2 separate regions of the Drosophila melanogaster genome follow, and region 1 is linked to region 2. A link is a contact called in public HiChIP or PLAC-seq data. All regions are on one chromosome and are shown on one strand. The core of a region is the stretch at or near the end of the contact, and the rest is flanking DNA. Distances in the headings are between cores, read along the strand shown. Region 1 holds the start of Btnd (Biotinidase). Region 2 holds the start of CG5966.

Region 1 (2,780 bases), core at 101-2,600, 230 kb before region 2:
TAAGCTTATGCGGTACTAATTTTTATTGAAATATTAAGATTCTTTATCGATGGCTGGTAGCAGATCGATTTTTTCGATATATATAATCGAATTCTGGTTTTTACTGGAAGGGTATTTCCAAGGTCGGTGGGTGAGTGTAGATCGCAGCCCGCTCAGCGTTAGTCGGCAATTTGGACAATTGTCACGTTGCCGATAAGAACTATGCGAATTGTTTAATTTAAACTGAACAAAAACGACAATCGTTATCGGCGTTACTTACCTTCGCAATGGGATATATTCTAATCCGCGGGATGTGCGAGTTACGAATGCCTGTGGATTGTCCGGTTTAATGACGGATCTCGGATCTCGATTCTTTTGTCTCACTGGCGGGATGTCGAGAATCAAGATCGATTATATCAGTTGCTTGCTGTATAAACACTGCTCGCACACATATGTACACACACGAACGCACATGAGGGCGATTAGAACATGAATATGCACCAACACCAACCTGCGAATCAATTATCTCGCTCTTTCGCAGCGCGACCTTCACCGTTTTTCTATCTCTCTCGCTCGCCTATGGGCTCTCCTTGGAATGGCGTTTACCGTTCGTTGGGCGCATTGGAACTGTGGTAATTGGTTTTTTGGTAGCTCGCTAATAACCGTTAACAACTTGATTACAATCTTAATGTTTTGTTGTAGTTGCTGCCGCGTGCTGTTGTTGTTGAACAGCTGAAGATTGCTGCTGCTGGTGTGACCAGCTATTGGTGGTTGGTCGAAAAAAGCTGTTAGTTCGGGCAGAGCTTTAAGTTTGGGGCGACAATCGATATCGCGTGCAACAATTATCGAGAATCGAATTTGAATATTTAAGTTTAGAACATCCGGAGGTGTTTATATAATTTATTTGTTTTATGGAATTAAATATTACAAAAAAAAAAAAAAAAAAAAAAAAATACTGTTAGTCTAATTTGTGAATTGGAGACTATAAAGAGCAGCGTTAGGCAGGCACTTTAGGTTCGTCATTTTTCCGCATATCTTATCATATCATAACTGCTTTGACCAAACAAATCTGATACCTCAATTAATTGCTATCTTTTATGTCTTATTTTTAGTGTCTTCGTTTAAACACCTCGGCCAAGAAATCATTAACCCCTTGTTGACTAGCATACATTGTATATGAAACAGCACAGATAAGAGTCATATGAATAATTGGGGCTCTTATCTGCCGAAATGCATAATCTCATTGTATCCACCATCATCATTATTCGCCCGTAAAATAAAATGCCTATATGTAAGATAGTGAGATTTCTTTCTTGGCCCTGCACTTGATTCTTGATGCGTAGTCTTCGTTTTTGGCAAAGATCTCGATGTTTTGGCATTTGGATTTCGGCCGACGTTCCATTATGAAGTCGATTCAATTGAGTTTTCTACTCTTGTCAGTGCTCTTCAGCAGTTCGCATCAGGTAAATTTGGGTTTAGTACATATTTTAACTTGCATAGAACTCAAAAAAAAATTGGTTCACCTTGTCGTATACGTAACGTTTCCTAACATTCATAACTTCAACGCAATATTGCTATTCCAATGACAAAAGATATTATCTATATTCTCACCATAGCTTTCCAAGCCGGAAGATCCAACCTATACGGCAGCAGTGGTGGAGCACAGCCAGCCAGTGGGCGATTCTCCGCGTGCACGCACCACCTCAGCTTCGGAATCCTTTCAAAAGATCATCCGTGAAGTCGGCGATGTGGACATCATAGTGTTTCCCGAGCACATACTCAATAGTCAGGCCACAGCCACTTTTGTGCCCCATGAGTCGCAGAACATAACGCCCTGCTACCAAACGGACTATGAGCTCTTCCTCATCGAGCTATCCTGCTCGGCGAGGGCTAACCACCTGTATGTGGTCATAAACGTGGTGGAGAAGGAACTGTGTGCCCATGGAGCTGGTTCTGACACCTACAATCCTTGTCCATCGTCTGGCGTTCGGTACTTCAACACAAATGTCGTGTTCGATCGAAGGGGCAGGATTGTCTCGCGTTACAGAAAAACCCATTTGTGGCGACACGAGTATGTCTCGACATCAGTGCTCCGATCTCCGGATATATCCATCTTTAGGACAGACTTTGGCGTAACCTTTGGTCATTTCATCTGCTTCGACATGTTGTTCTATGATCCGGCGATGAAATTGGTGAAGGAGCACAAGATCACGGACATCGTGTATCCAACCTATTGGTTCTCGGAATTGCCATTCCTTGGCGCTGTACAACTCCAAGAGGGTTGGGCATTTGGTAATGATGTTAATGTTCTAGCCGCAGATGCCAGTAATCCCGATGGACGCACTTCCGGATCGGGTATCTATGCAGGACGCGGTGGCCGATTGGTGGCGGAGATTTTCGAGCAGCCCACCACTAAGTTGCTGATTGCGGAGGTGCCGAAGAGGGAACATGGCCAACTGGCACCCACTTTTACGCCGATCTTCGAGCCGCAGAGGAAAACGCAAAGATTGACTGGCCTGGCCACGTACCGGGATAATAATGTGGATATATTCGAAAGTGAATTGTTGGACGATGATTTTCTGAGTTTCGAACGCCAGTTGTGCCATGGCAGCTTTTGCTGTACCTTCTCCATCGAACGAAAGGTCACCAGTGCCGCGGAGAACGAGTTGCCCTCCAGTGGGGCCAAGTCATATCGCTATAGGATCGGCGTCTACTGGGGCAACGAGACCACCGTCATTGGCGTGGATCGCACGGAGCAGGCAACTTGTGCACTCTTTGCCTGCACGGATGTGCGTCTCGCG
Region 2 (3,031 bases), core at 420-2,919:
TGTTGTGGTATGTTTGGTCTATAAATCAACAGGCGAACACCTGAACTGAGATAAGCGGGTTGGAATTTTAGCAACAAATAACCAACTATCACTAGTTTTATATATAGTTATAATTCAAAACCACTGAGGCTAAAATCTTGAAAATAATCTACTCGGGCAATTTGAATCCATGAAACTATAATAGGCATTATAAAACCATTAATCTGAACGTAACTGCCTTCTTTTAATATTCCTTTAAACTTTTGCAAAATCTCAATTAGAACTGTTGTGGTCTGGTAAAAAGCCTAACGATCCATGAAAAAACCTTAGACAATTTTCAAGATGTCAGATGCCTGTAATGTTCCATTAAGTATTTCATATGGGCCAGAAGACTTCAATTTATTTGGCCAGTGGTGCATGGATTGCCGTCTCTATTTTATCGTGGTCTTCTTTGGCTTTCCGTTTGTATCGGAAGTTTTCGATTAGATAGGCGTGTGCCGCGTCCCTCCAACAACTGAATACATATTATATATCTACATATATGTACGCACGATATGTACATATATGAAACCGCACCGGACGGAGTCGCGTCATTAGCCTTTTGGGACCCTGATTTCCAAATCAAATTGAAGCACGCCGAGTTGCCACCTGTGCCTCCATCACTCAGGTGATCGCAATCGCTGCGGGCTTCTTGAAAGAGCTTTCCCCATTTGCTAATGCGAGCAGCACTCAGCATCTTTGGATTTCGAAGCACTAAAGATCCGAAAACTGTTTGCTCAGCACACTCAGCAAAAGAAACCACTTAAGGTTGCCCCTAACTGGGCCCAAATGACACAGCTGCGGCCAAGATAATAGCTCCAATTACTCTACTCTCTTACTCTATAAAGTGGGGATATCTTGTATTTATTCTAATCTTTAACTTATTATTGAATAATAGTTCTACATATTTGTAAAAATTTCATTTCATTGAAACACTAGAAATCCCTTAGCTACTCCTATTTCGACCGCCACTGTGGCTCAAGTGGCAGATACTTTTGGGCCACTTTCGATGGACATGTTCTAGTTACGATGGGTGGTGCAATCGGTGGTAGCCAAAAGTGGGCTCGTGGCTCGAATTACTTACCACTTTTGGGAGCTGGTGGTAGGTCCACCAGGGTGTTGACTGCCGCCCGACTGGTGTGGTTGGCCAAATACAACATGGTCTGCAGCATTAGGCCGCCCGTCGTGTTGGCCACATACATCCTGCAGCTGTATCTGATTCCGATTCCGATTCCGATGCCAAATGTGATCCCTTAGATCCTGGGGATCTTGGAAATTCCCAACTTGAATCACACACTTTTTCCCAGGGCTTTAGTCAGTTCTTAACTGAACCACAATCACAAATCACTTGAACGAGTGCCACTCGAGTTGGCTATTATCTAAGGCTAGGACTGTATAGTCGAGTTACGATGGGATCGATCGATTGATCGATCGGCCTTTTGTTTGGTGCCTGGCTTTTCTTTTCTATAGTTTTAATTAAGTTGACGTTAATCTTATCGACTGTCTTTCGTCTCGAGTGTGCCGTTAGCTTGTTAGGTTAGTTGGCGGCCCTCGGTTTCTTTCGATTTTGACTATCGCCAATGACTGGGCTATATGTCGTGTATATCTCCGCCGATCTGAGTCGCTTGGAAACCGTCGCACCACTGAGCGGATCAGCTGCGCCCCACGCAATTTTTATAAAGACGTAGACGTCGCGAGAAATCGAAACCGTAACCGAAATCAGAAAGCTGCATCCGAAGCTGCAGCCGAAGCCGCCGATCGAAGATAGTGCTGACCGATCCGCCGATTTCCCGACATATACATATGCGTACAATACGTCTACCACTTCAAAGGTCAAGTGTAATAAACAGTTGGTGGAAGCCGAATATCTCGTGGAAATTACCATGAAGGCTATTCAGAAAAAAAACATACTTTAAATCTATAACCCGTTCAAGTATCACTATATATACCATTAAATGTTGATAACTACGCTCCTTTTACAGATATTATTTCTATGGAAGTTATGTCGTATTTTCGCTAGACAGCCAACACTGACCAATGAGCTTCGGCACGCGACTTACAGCAGAGAGTGTGAAAGAGAGAGAGGAAAGCAAGAGGCCCTGAGCAGCTGATAGTGCACAAGTCGAGCGTTTCGCTCAGTGTAGATGCAAAGTACACCAGCTGCTCTTTGTTGGATGCACCTTCTTGATAAGGAAGCCGATCCGCTCTGCCGACGACAACAAAGTGACCGCCATGAATGCGTTGAGCAATCTCTTACAGGAAGAGGGCGGCACAAGGGAGGATCTTATGATGGGTCAGAAATAGAGGATGGGGAACAGCCCCCTTGGGCAATCAGCAGCTGTTCTCGACAACCCATTCGGCACGGCGAGAAAAAATATACTTATTTGTATAAACTACCCATAACGATCCTAACGATTTGAACCATGTTTTTAAGGATATTCCATTATTATTGGCAATATATATCTTTAAATTTTAAAAGATTGTTATTTTAGCTTACTTTAAAAGTAGTTATATATCTAAAGATCAATATATTTGTAGAATATCTTTAAGCATGACGAACCTAGTTTTTTGCTAGCTTATTAATAGAAGAAAATTGTTTTGTGTGTAACATGCCAAGTGAATTTCTATGAAAACTGTGTCAATCGACGGGCCCCTGCCACGCCCTTGTCCCTCAGCCCACCGCCACTGACAGGTGGTGGTGTCAATGTCTGGTTAGCACTAAATATATTTGCATATGTATATTATGTTCCCCATTGGCACACGTTATCAGCGGCCAGTAATTTTCGCAGAATCCCGCCGTTTCGCTTTCGAGGCGTCCAAAGTCCGGAGAAGGTGTTTACGAGTCGGGTTTTCGATCGCTTGACACTCCACCAGGATCTCGAATATTGCCCATTGACGTCAAAGAGGCGGCCTTTCAAAAGCGTTATCACGACCTAAAGTCTGTCTGCTTTATTCTTGTTTTTGTTTACGACTTTTCTCGAAAACACAACAGAATACCCTGGAAAAATGCGAA

What was found. HiChIP or PLAC-seq counts read pairs in DNA pulled down with a chosen protein or histone mark.
Region 1: an H3K27ac HiChIP or PLAC-seq map of the Kc167 cell line shows a contact between it and region 2, with 4 times the contacts expected there. The contact joins the promoter of Btnd here to the promoter of CG5966 in region 2. A contact is called at or near these places in 16 of 107 Hi-C or Micro-C datasets (the Kc167 cell line, the S2 cell line, the Sg4 cell line and 7 more) and 1 of 6 datasets of contacts at active chromatin or transcription factors (the Kc167 cell line).

The regions. Positions count from the first base shown.
Region 1 is chrX:6,217,897-6,220,676 of dm6, reverse strand. It overlaps Btnd (Biotinidase), which reads left to right and starts at 1,350. Exons shown (of 2, transcript NM_132070.3): 1 at 1,350-1,442; 2 at 1,596-2,780. The coding sequence starts at 1,383. Efr (ER GDP-fucose transporter) reads right to left here and starts at 720. Exons shown (of 2, transcript NM_132071.3): 1 at 260-720.
Region 2 is chrX:5,987,429-5,990,459 of dm6, reverse strand. It overlaps CG5966, which reads right to left and starts at 1,669. Exons shown (of 3, transcript NM_132058.3): 1 at 1,103-1,669. The coding sequence starts at 1,220.